Regions from separate parts of the Danio rerio genome. Here regions 1 and 2 are each linked to region 3. A link is a contact called in public Hi-C data. All regions are on one chromosome and are shown on one strand. The core of a region is the stretch at or near the end of the contact, and the rest is flanking DNA. Distances in the headings are between cores, read along the strand shown. Region 1 holds the start of tlx2 (T cell leukemia homeobox 2). Region 2 holds the start of nanos1 (nanos homolog 1). Region 3 holds the start of lbx2 (ladybird homeobox 2).

Region 1 (4,536 bases), core at 976-3,475, 290 kb before region 3:
GGTCACCACAGCGGAATGACCCGCCAACTATTTGAGCATATGTTTTACGCAGCGGATGCCCGCAAGTCAGTACTGGGAAAAATCAGATTAATTTACAACATTTAACTGAACCATTTAATTCGTTTTCTCTTTCTCTGCAATGAAACAAACGAACAACGTTATTAAATTAGAAATGGCGATCTCTGTGTTGAAAGCATTTGCCCCAGCCCTCTCCATCATTCTCACTCTCTTCTCAGATGGAATGATGGGCCAAATCAAAGGTTACATTACATTGGGCCCTACTTTGGGCATCTCTGTTCTATACGTTAATGATCCCGACTAAACACCATCATCTTCATCATCATCACCATTTTGCCAAAGCAATGAAATATAATCATCATTTATGTAAAGCAATAGCTTCGGTTTGAATATGCACAATCTGCATGCATGCATGCCCAAATGATGACGTTTTCACATATGACAACAAACGCCCATTTTCAAAGCCTGGCTGTGACTGAGATGGGTTTTGATGTTGTTGTTTCACGACACGACCTGGTGCAGTTAAAAGCCACGACTCCGGGTTGCTTGATTCGATATCATTGAGAACCAACAACATGTTTTCCTGCTATTGAGACACACAAGAGCGCTTATTATTGATACAGCTTTGTATTCAGAAAATTGATTTTTATGCTTCCCTCTAGCCACTTTGTGCTGCGGAGAAATATTTTTATTCGAGCGAAAGCTGAAATAAGTACGTAATAAAACGATGATATATTAAATTCGTTTTCCTTGCTTTCAGGTTTTATTATGCGCCATTTTTCATTTTTATTGAATTGAAAGAGGAGAATCTTCCACTGTAGCTTCAGGCGAAAAAAAGGTTAAATTATTTGCGCCAATCACACCGGCTTCTGCATCACTAAAGGCAACTGATGCTTCTCTGGCTTGGCCCTTTATTTTACGCAGCCAAAGGCAAGTGCACTTCAATGAAATTCAGTTTCATTTGATTAAGCAAACGCATTGCCATGTGTAAAGCTGCATGTTTCTGTACCCTTGACGAAACCTTAAGAGCCCTTTTCTTAATTGATCCGAACATTTAGGTTTTTAATCAATGGGGAAATTAATAGTAATATGCATTAGTTTGGCATGTTGTCTTTCAAATCATTAAACATCAAATGTGTTTATTATTATTATTATTATTATTATTATTATTATTATTATTATTTACTATACATGGGCTTAGTAGGCCTGCCCGATTCATCAGGGGTCGCCACAGCGGAATAAACCGCCAATTACTCTGGCATATGTTTTTTTATGCGGCGTATGACTTTCCAGGCGCAATTATTATTATTATTATTATTATTATTATTATTATTATTATTATTATTATTGTCATTGTTACTATAATTATTATTAATAATAATATATTAGCCTATTGTTCACTCACTATAATCCCTAACTCATCAGGGGCCGCCACAGCGGAATAAATCGCCAATTATTCTGGCATATGTTTTTTTTAATGCGGCGTATGACCTTATTATTATTATTATTATTATTATTATTATTATTATTAGGTCAGAAAAATGTCTTACCTTAAAAAGGTTAGCAAACAAGATAATTAAGCCATTACGTTAAATCCATTATTTTTCTATTCAGGTTGGTTTCATTTGAGACTGTATACCATAAACTATACAAATATCCATGTATTAAGAAAAATACGCCATATTAATGAAGCACAACAAGTTTTAAGCAACAATAGAAACAATTAAATGTGTTAAAAAATTGACCTTGACCCACAGCCTGTTGTACGTTTTATTGTCACATGACATCAAAATGGCTTCCTGCAAGCTGGGTAACCACACAGATTTTAATTTGCCAAACAATTTCCCCAAAAACATTGATAACTCCAAAAAATGCCTCATTGCTATTTTTTAGAGAAACTGAGAAAAATATTGTTAAACTATAATTGCATCAAAAAATTTTATCATAACTCTACTGCTATTTTTATTCCCTCCATGAACATGAAACGGTTTATTTTAAAGCGTGAACTGTGAAACAGCCCTAGTAAAAAAACAGAACGGGCTCTTTAAGAGCGGGGTGCGGGCGAGAGGCATTGTCTACAGAAGCGCGCAAGAGCCAATGGAGAGGCGCGTGACAGAGTTTGGGCAGAAGGGGTTTGTCTCACCTGCTCGAGATCACTTCAAGAGGAGCGTGAACAGGACATTTTCAGCTCACGACAATTAATATGCACGTATCGGACAGTTAACACTTCACTTTAGATAACAGCGATGAGCTCAAGTCTGGGCCGTGCGCCTTTCTGAGGTACTCCAGAAACGCGTCAGTTTTCTTTGCTACAACTTGGCAACTCATCACTCCGGGGTTTAACCGCGGAGCACGGTCGAGCTGCTTTTTAGGCATCATCATGGAACTGAGCAACAGACAGACGCAGTGCAAGAAAGTGTTGGATAACGCCGATTTGATCGCGAGGGAGTGATTTCTGTTCGTATTTTTTGTATGTGTGTGTGGTGTGGCATTGATATTAATTGCATGGGCTCTAAACACTCCAAGGAAGAATATTTTTTGTTTTTTTGTTTTCTAAATAAACACCTTTGGGAATAAATCTAAGTTTTAGGAATTAAACAACCTTCCAAGCTGTGCGTAACATATAGAACCGCGGAGATGGAGCACACGGGGATCGAAGAGGTGAACCAGACCCACCAGCAGCACGAAACCATCAGCTTTGGAATAGATCAGATCCTCAATGGCTCGGACCAGTCGAGTAGTTGCATGCTGCCCAGCCGAACCGGCGACCCGGACTACGCGCTCACGCCGAACGTCTACAACGGCTACAACAGCATGTATCCGGCCTGTTCGATGGCGGCAGGACTAGCAGGTTCCTACAACGTAAACATGAACATGAATGTGAGCATGAATATGAACGTTAATGTGAACTCGGGGAACGCTGGAGGTGTCATCCGCGTCCCGGCCCACAGACCCATGCCACCCGCACCTCACCAACCGACGGCTGGCCATCCACCGAGCATCGCGGCGGGAATTCCCACTATGCCCACAGTACCCAGTATGGGCAGCCCCCACAGTTTCACGTTCCCCTGGATGGAGAGCAGCAGAAGGTTTGCGAAGGATAGACTGACAGGTAACACTTGATGATATTTAAAGCCATTAATTTTGGGAGAAATAGTGTAATTATGACCAATGATAACGAGGACTGACAATCCGTTTGCTTTTCAGTCAATGTCTAGCTATAACTAATATCAATACAGTCTGAAAATGCAGGGTTGTTGTAGCCTAACGTTGGGTCAAAATGGACAAACCCAGCTGTTAGATTAAAAAGACTTTTTTATTTAAAATTAATTAAAAACATTGACCCGACGTTGTGTTATGACAACCCAGCATTTTTAGAGTGTACCTCACTGAATGGATTAATTTTACGTAGAGAGAACATGCTGAATTAACGTAAATTGATGTAAATTAAGCCCATAAATGTATATTGAATGGAAAATTAAGACCATAAATTTCTATAAAAATGCAGACGTTTAAAAAAACAGCAGCAGAGAAACAACACATAAATATGAATAATAATAACAACACATAAACTGCTACGCTATTTTTACATTACCGTTGCGTGCAGTAATACTGCTACTTTTAAAACAATTAAAGGATTGCTTGAATAAAGAATAGGATATATTAATATTGTAAGCAATAAATGCATAAATTAAATAAAAATAACTAGTATATGCCTCTTAACATCTTCAAAACGTAAAACATTAAAATGCTTTAAGATTTCTTTTTACCATTTACATATAATATATTCACATTTAATCTAATTTAATTTAGATATAATATAATCACATTTAATTTAAGATTGCATATAAAAGAATACGTGCGTAAATATCTTGGATTAACAGTATACTCAAGATTATTTTTTTGTCTAGAGCAACATTTACTTTATTCTAAAATGAACTGATGTTCAGTGTTTTTATTATATTCAGGTCGATGATTTTCATAGCTAGTTGTTGTTCTTTTTTTCTTTAGCTAAAATACATGAAGTTTTACACAACGTATTGCGCTTCGATTAATTACAGAAATCCCTTAAACACGCCATTAGCTTATAACCAGCAGAACATCTAAATAAAATTGACAAGTAACACAAAGATAATCTTCTAAAATGTTTATGGCGATTCATTTTTTTTTATATTGAGACAGCCCGCGTGATGTTGCATTGAACTCCGGCGCACAGCAGAACCAAACATCCCCTCGGCCTGTAGACTCAGCTTGTATTGCTCATAAAAACACAATGGCTTTAAAATCACAATTTCTTGTGGAATCCTTTTTATGACACCATGTCACGTCTATATTCTTGAGCTATTGTCTCTCTGGGCCTTTAGGACAAATGAATCATGATGCAGTGGTTGCAGGGAGCTAAATGTTGCCAGTGTGTCAGAGCCAGTAGTGATGCGTAATGGCATGTTGACAAATCGTTTTAATCTACGCAAACGTAATACCAATAGAGATCCAACAGAGGACGATTTTGGATACATT
Region 2 (4,373 bases), core at 917-3,416, 270 kb after region 3:
TAATATTATATACAGCTGTCACCTATTAGCAAACAATGCTTGGAGCTTATTGGGATTTCACTTTCCTCCGCAGAATGCACTGAAGAAAAAAAAATACAATTATGTTATACAAAGATCAAAAATACTATTATAAACCCTTGTTATAAATGGTACACTATATTAATAAACCGCTGTCCACATTTTACATGTAAGTACAAAAGTCTTGGTGAGGTAGTTCCCTCTGAAGTCACTTTTAAACGGCAAAATACTGAATAGACATCACTTAATTCTCATTTGTTTATGTCGTTATTTACAATACAGCAAATCTATGTTCCTTACTTCATTCAAATCGACTTACTTTGGTAAACATAACTGTCAGAAATGTGCAGTCCTGCAAGAGTCAAATTGTACATTCACAATATGTTTGCATCCTTTTTTTTAAAGTCGTGTATTTTGGGGTTTATTATTGTACATAATGCAAAAAGGGGGCAAATACATTGTTTTTACAAAAAAAGCTTTTTATTAAGAACATTCATACGTGCTATATTCCACCGTGGACCCTTGAAGAGCTGTTTCTTGTAAACCTCTCTCTTGTGATGTTTTGGAGAAAGGTGAACTTTGTATCGAGCTGAAGAGAGGCACCCATAGGACTTTTGTTTTGTCTCCAGTGTGTGTTCCCCTTAGCAGGGGTGTAAACATTGAAAGGGCACCTCATGCAGAAGAATAGCCTGCGGACGCACTTTACATTACAGCGCTCATCTTACACGCTTTCTGGAGCTGCTGGAAATCCCAAAATATTCGGTATGCGTCAAACAAGAACCTTGTAATGTAAAATGCCCGTCTCTGTCAGTGGGTTTTGAAATAATTAGTCCGATTATGAAGTTATGCTGACAACACGAACGCGCAACAGAGCCTCTATTGTGTTGCTCTGCTCGCAGACGTCGGGAAGCCGCGGAGTGGACTTTCAGGGGAATGGGATTAAAGTTCATAAACGAAGACATGTGGAACATTCTTCAAAATCGCTTAATGGCAAAAAAATAAACTTTGGTTTAAAGACAAAAAAACGAGGTGCAAGCTTTGCTTACAGTGAAGTAAAATACTCGAGCTGAACAGAAGAGCAAATATTCCTCTGGTGCCAACATTCACGTTTCCCATTTTCGACAAAAATAACATCTCATCTCTCTGACGCGCGCGCGCGCGCACACATAAACCGTGACTCGTGAATAAACATCTAAAAACCTATGCGTGAAAAGGAAACAAAAATAGCTTTTTTATGAATAAAGTATGCGATAAACTATGGAAATAAAGTATCTATAAAAATATAAGAGATTTTTTTTTGTGTGTTTCGTTTAACAAAAACATTGATATCATCTTATTTGTTTTGCCTAGTAGTTAAGACTCGGGAAAGCCAGTCAATCAGAACAGTCATCTGAAAGAAAATGTTCAGTGCAATACATGTGAAGTCTATAGGAGTCTCGTGTCGTTCGTTTCCTTTTTGTTTTAGAAGATTTTCACTCGCTTACCGCCCACAGCTCTGCCTCCCTTCAGCACTCTCTGGGCAGGCTGGTCTTTGGAGAGAGGGCAGTATTTTATTGTGTGCGCGTTGTCCCCGTTGGCACTGCACAGGGGGCATGTGTACGCCCGCAGGATCGGGCACACGACCCTCCCGTCCGGGGTTTTCAGCACGTGCGAGCCGTACACCTCCTCCGGAGCGCCGTTATTCCGACAGAAGACGCAGATCTTGGGCTCCTGCTTATTGCGCGCGGCAGGTTTCCTCATCTTCCTCTCCACGCCGAACAGGTCAAATCCTGCAAATCCCCCTCCTATGCCAATCTCCCTCTCCTGGGAGGAGGACAGCAGCGAGCCTTGGTTCTGGTTCTGGAAGGGGCTCAGGATGGAGAAGCGCTCCTTCAGGTCCAGGATGGAGATGGAGGCGGGCGGGGGGCAGCAGCAGGAATCCAGGTGTCCTCCGCTGTCGCCTTCGCCCATTACGCACGGGCACGGAGGGCTGTCGTCCAAGCCCAGGGTGGCTTTCAGCGACTCCGTGATGGAGTTGGGATTCTGCGGGACGCTGTGCTTGCTGTTCTTGGTCACCAGCGTGGACAGGCCGAGATAGTCATTCCAGAAATTAAAGGTGTAATCGTAGGAGGCGCGCGCGCTCAAGTAGTTGTGGTTCAGAAAATCCATGTCTGCTTCGCTCAGCTTAACAAACACGATGTATGTATATTCCGTCAGGTTTGGAAGTGCGCTCAAGTCCAGTGCGTTTCTTGGGTATGTGCGTCTGAGGAGCAGCATCTGGTTATAAGGCTCCAGGAGAGGCAGGAGGAGGGCGGGGCTCTGTTTCAAAGCAAGTTTCTGAGCAGCGGATCCACAGCGTGTTTTCTTCCTGCATGACCAGCGACTGTTCACTGCGGTGGAATGACACCAGACACTGCTTTGTGATGGCGTAAATATAGCAGGGCTCGTTATAGAGAGATTGCTCGTTGATCATGGCTCGTTTTAAGGGACAGTGACACGTCATCTGGTCTAAGATGATGATTATTATCATTAATATCATTTTCAAATTGTAAGTTTAACTTTGTAGTGCTTAGAAAGGTAAGCTTTGTGTTCTGTCAGATTGACAAAAAATCAAGTAAATACTACCAAAACGCTAGCATTCTAATGTAGCTAATACTTCATGTGCTCATGTCAACATTTGACATTATAATGATAATAATAATGAAAACAACAACAACAATAATAATACATTATTTCACTGTAGTTAAAAAAAATAAAAAAAATAAACATATATATATATATATATATATATATATATATATATATATATATATAATTTATATAATGGCTTAAACTATTTATATACACTAAAAATATGACTCAAAGATGATTCCTTGGATTTGCTCATTTTGTTTTTTAAGTTAAGTGGTTATAAACAATTTATTTGGGCTAAATTTAGACAAACAAACAAATTTTAACATTATTAAATTAAATTTGTTTGTTTAAACTCAACACATAAATTGTTTGCAACAATTTTTTGCAGACATAACTTTTTTTCAGTGTAGGCTGAATTAAAAATAAATAAAAAAATAGTTGAGCATTACTAAATTGAATTCAGCCCATACAATGCAAAATATCTGACCTTAAATTTACAGTAAATTAATGGTTAATAATTGCATTACTTTCACAGTAAGGTGTGTAAATCCACAGTAAACTATTGTAAGGTAGTTCATAATACCAATAATTCATAAAATATTTTTTAAATATAAAAAGGTGCCTGTAATAGCATTAAAGTTAATGTGTATTAATTTCTGTGTATAATAAAATATAAATAGTGTTTGAATTCCTATAACTAATGCGCAAAAGATAAAGCATTTTTACAGTACTTTACTGTAATCATGATGCCTGCCTTAATTTCACATTAAAATGCGTATAATTTAACAGTTAAACCCTGTAAAGTGGCACTTAGTTGCAATGTACACTGTGGCAATGTAATTTACTGTGAAAAATTACAGTAACATGTAAAATCCTTGGAATTTAATACAGTGTATAAATTGTTTGCAATCAGTTACCTTTAAAAAATATAGTAATTCTTTAATAATAACAATAAAATTTTTAAACAATTTAATTTTAATAATTATGGTTATGCTTATTGTTTTATTATCATTAATATTATTATCATCATTAATATTATTATTATTATTTGAGAATGCGAATACTATGCAATTTTTACACATCCCATGTATGTAAAATTATACTAATAAAAATATGCATATTTTTATGCCCAATTAACAAAATCAAATTATCTGTATTATATTTACCTTGTTTAATTTAGTTTAATTTAATTTAAGTCAATTTAATTTTACTCTTGCAATAAAACTGCTACAAACAAAATGTTTCAAAGTATAACTGCTAATACAAAAAGATAGGTCTCACTGAACAGATCCAGCCCTTGTTCAACAATATCAAATGGTCCTCTGGCAAAATATGAAGGGAAAATGAGCATTGCAGTTTCTTCACAATGATACATTATTACGTGGGATTTCCTCTCTCAGTGTCATCTCGCAGTCACAGAGGGCCTCTTTCTGTGCTCTGCTGCTCTGTACAGTGCAGTCTGGATGTGTTCAGGATCACATTACATGTGTGTCATTAGAAACAGAGGGTCGTGGTGCACATGGGCTCTTTGTTCCTGCAGAACATGCCATGTGCACACCTGCAGGCCAGAGACATTGTAGATCTTACTGTTCATTCGCACGCTTTCCATGAGGTTTCAGACACTTTTCAATTTGAATCTACTAACTAAACTCATGTTCTCTTGAGACTGATTTTAAGGAATGCTGTTGTATTAATAAGACACAATTAGTTAATATGTTAATGTTTTAATAATTAACATATGT
Region 3 (4,227 bases), core at 396-2,895:
TATAAATTTTACACCAACAAAGCAAACTGTACATATAATTTTTAAAGATTTTTTTTGCATAATCAAGCTGCAAAATCCTGTTTGGTTCAAATTAGAACTTTTATTTTTGAGTGTACACACTGTTGTGTTATGTGATAGGCCGCAGTTGTTCATTCCAGCTGCATAACAGCTGTTCTTGAAAGAAGGGGAGAAACTTTCCAAAACATCTGAACTATTGATTGCCAAGTAAATTTGAAATATTTGATGTGTTAATCAAGCAGCCTATCACGCCACAGGACTGGCCTCAATCGTATTACCGACGACCTTAACTGCTAGTTTGACCCACAGAGACAGACAGTTCTGCAATGTCAACACGAACGTCATGATCTAGAACTGTTTTCAGTAAATATGTCAAGCAAACATGAATGATTTCCATCACTTTAACATCCTCGTAAACGCACGTCGATTTTTATCATATATATCATATATCATATATATCATATATCATATATATGAAAATAAAAATAACTTCGTTCTGTAGAAAAGGGTAATTTAGCTACTGACATTAACGGATAAGGCAAAACATTTCATAAAAAAAAAATGAATTAAAAATAGCAATTCGAGAAAATGATTGCTTGTTTTAAGAGGGGATATTTGCTTGAGAATCTAAGAAGTTTTGATTTTCAGGGCGGTGGGTGAAATTCCTGAAATAGTGACAATCACACTCTACGAACCGCTATTGAAATTCGGTTTAAAAATATGTAGGCTATGACAAAGAATTTAATAAATAAGCTAAGGTTATCTTCTTTTTTACCTAAAAGCGAAATAAATATGCTCCTTTTGACTAACAAGTAAGAAATAGTACACATACATTTGTATGTGTTCGTAAAAGGCTATTTTGTTTAATCGATGTCGTGTAAAACATGCATTTATAAAATGATGGCTCGCATTTTCCAAAAGCGTCACTAAAAATCCATATGTGCATTGAAAACAAGTGCGATAATTCGTTAATAATTATGAACTTTTTACCTTCTGCTGCTTGTATAACGCTGACTTCCAAACCCTTAAATGTTTTGCTCGCCAGCTCCTCCAGCGCGCACAACGGCGAGGACGGGGCGCTGATCCCGTTCCGAGATGCGCTCGAGCCGGTTACTTTCTCCAGCACCCGCGGAGGGCACAAACTACCGACGGACTTCTTAACGGAGGGCTTGTTTAAGATATCCTCAATGCTGAACGGGGTGAGAGGCTTGTTGGAGTTGGCCGGAGGTGGGAGTTGGTCCAAGGGACCCCGCCGCCTCTCCTCGCCGCTGGACTGCAAAACGGATCCTGCTTTCATGTCTTTAGAGCTGGAGGTCATCTCAGTCCCAAGAAACTATTTCGAATAGAAGTCACCTAGCTCGCTCAAACTTGTTTATACATACAAAAGCCTTGTCTGTTCCTTTCTTTACAAAAAATCGTTGTTGTTCCTCACTCTGAAGAGGCTCTCCAAAAGCACCATGCTTCAGGCGTCACATGCAGGAAGGCACCCGAACTTTAGTCCTCATACGCGGTGTTCTCTGAGCTGCTCCATGAAGATCTTCACCGTGTGTAGCCTTAGTGTCTCAAGGAGCCTCAAAACAGCAAGCAACCGCTAACGAGTTCTTGTTGATTGCTTTTGTGAAGTTCAATTAGAGAAACACTACACTACTTGCTGACCCGCTGCTCCGTCGTCTTAAAGGGCCAGACCATAATAATGAATTGGACCGAGAATAGGAGGAGTTTCCCCCTGAAGTTTAAAGAGAGGGGAGATGGCTCGGGATGTTTATGCATCTGTTGATGCATCCCACTCCCACTTAGGGAAAACCACGTGCTCCACCCGTATACCACCCTGAAAAGGGAGAGTGTGTGCTCATTAACACCAACACAGCCTTGAGTAAAGCAGTACGTTAATTAATACAATTTCATTTTAAAACAACAACTCAATTTCAAAACAACAACAATGATGATAATAATAATAATAATAATATGATTGATGAAAAATGTACAGAAACATTATAGAAATGTCTATAAAAATCCACATTGATGACATTCAAAAATGCAATATTTCAGTAATAATATATTCAAGAGTTGCCCTAATGGCAACAACTTGCTAATTAATATTGCAGGGTGTGATTATTGCACTTTTGGAGGCTGTTTTGACAGCGTAATTGTCTCACACCTTGTGTATCTGCTGTCATCATAACGCCAGGCTTTCAGCACAATACAAATTATTTTACTGAGAAAGCCGCATCAGTTATTGGACAACAATAATATTACACAATATAAATACACAAATTTGTATATTCCTTTTTACACTAATTTCACCATACATTTCAATGTTGATGCTAACAAAATGTGTTGGTTTTTGAAGTAACCTCTTCAATACTTAAATGACTTTTTTATGCAAGGGCATACATTTTTTTAAAAGATTATTATCGTTATATATTTTTGACAGGAATTTTTCCTTTTCATATGATTTTAGAGACCGCTTGAAGAACTTATCAATAATTATATATATATATATATATATATATATATATATATATATATATATATATATATATATATATATATATATATATATATATATATATATACTGGACAGTTCCATTCTACGAATTTGTAAAAATGCTCGTGGGTAAAGAAGAAAAAGCAGCATATAGCCTACTTCCAGCACTGCTGTTCTGACACAATGCGCGTCGGAGAGAATCTCAAATGATGCTCGTGGGACTCGCAAGAATATGCAGGTAAGAATACATCGTGTTTTTTTCTTTAGAAAGCACCGGATATATGAAAGCAACGGCTGATGTACCAGAAGAATATATTTAACAAAAGCATATCTATTTTTTTATTCTTACACAACAGGTCGTGATTTCTTGGTGCATCCATAATAGGCTACGATATGTTTTCTTTGTCCGATTCACCTTGCTTTTAAACATTAACATTTTTTTTTCCTTTATAGGCCTTTATAATCTATTTTTGATGTGCTCCTAATTGTTTTAAACGGTAAATTTGTATCACTTGTAAAATGAATGAAATGGTTTGGCACTTAATGACTGAGTTGCTAAATTGTAAACAGGCCTATAAAATAAACACAATTGAAATGTCTTCGCTTAAACCTTTGCTAAGGCCTGGTGAACATTTTGGTGGTCCCCCTATAAATATAAAACACTGGGTAATAAAGCAAGCGGCGACGTTGACATCTGACAATATTTAACAGGGTTTCAATAATCGATTAGGGTGATAGATGTCTCTCTTACACGAGTCATTTGCGATGTATGGCCAGGTTGAAATATCGCATTGTCCGTGCCAAGAGCACCATATGGTGACATCCGTACAGGGACTGAAACGAGCCAAACAGCTCACGAGCAGTAAAAACAGCACGACATTCTATTAGTGCGGGTCCAAAGCGGTCGACGTGGGCGACACAGGGCCAAACTCAATAGAATATTTTATGGCAAATGAGCACCAATGCATTGAACAAATGTAACTAACCAGACTGCAAAAGACATACTAATGAGTTTACGCGTGTCACATCTGTTTCAGAAATGCACATTTTTTCTTTTTACAATTTTACAGAGCACACAAGAAATACACCTATTTGAAATTTCAATAAGGTCATGCTTTTTATAAATATTATCATAGAAATTTAATTAGATTTAAAATGCAATAAAAAAACAACAATTGACATTTTTGTAAATAAAATCAAATAGGTTTAACACAGCCTATTATTTGTTATCATTTGTTTAAAATGTGCGTTAATAATAATAATAATAATAATAATAATAATAATAATAATAATAATAATAATAATAATAATAATACAAATAAAGTCACACTTTACAATTAGGTTTCATTAGTTAATGTATTTACTAACATGAACTAATAATGAACAACGCTTGTACAGCATTTATTACTAAAACACTATTAATTACTAATACATCCAAATTCGTGTTTGTTAACAATAGTTAATGAACCGTTAGTTAACTAACAATAAATACTGCAACAAATGTGTTGTTCATTGTTTGTTCATGTTAGTAAATGCATTAACTAACATTAACTAATACAACCTATAAAGGGTGAGCAAAAATAATTACTCTTATCAGTCCAGTCGGCTTCAAATGTCCTTAACGAATTGGTCACCCCGGAATGCCAGGTCAGAGCAAAGCTGCTAAACCTATTAAATGATACACGGCTATTAATGTAATGTGGATAGATAGGATTTCTGAT

What was found. Hi-C and Micro-C count contacts between places; a contact is called where the count stands out from the background.
Region 1: a Hi-C map of embryo shows a contact between it and region 3, with 2.9 times the contacts expected there. The contact joins the promoter of tlx2 here to the promoter of lbx2 in region 3. A contact is called at or near these places in 2 of 18 Hi-C or Micro-C datasets (both in embryo).
Region 2: a contact with region 3 is called in a Hi-C map of an unstated tissue, with 2.9 times the contacts expected there. The contact joins the promoter of nanos1 here to the promoter of lbx2 in region 3. A contact is called at or near these places in 1 of 18 Hi-C or Micro-C datasets (an unstated tissue) and 1 of 4 datasets of contacts at active chromatin or transcription factors (embryo).

Annotation. Positions count from the first base shown.
Region 1 is chr14:6,206,184-6,210,719 of GRCz12tu, reverse strand. It overlaps tlx2 (T cell leukemia homeobox 2), which reads left to right and starts at 2,225. Exons shown (of 4, transcript NM_153651.2): 1 at 2,225-3,130. The coding sequence starts at 2,656.
Region 2 is chr14:5,643,312-5,647,684 of GRCz12tu, reverse strand. It overlaps nanos1 (nanos homolog 1), which reads right to left and starts at 2,166. Exons shown (of 1, transcript NM_001305661.1): 1 at 1-2,166. The coding sequence starts at 2,166. The coding sequence ends at 1,480.
Region 3 is chr14:5,913,086-5,917,312 of GRCz12tu, reverse strand. It overlaps lbx2 (ladybird homeobox 2), which reads right to left and starts at 1,645. Exons shown (of 2, transcript NM_001007134.1): 1 at 1,009-1,645. The coding sequence starts at 1,336.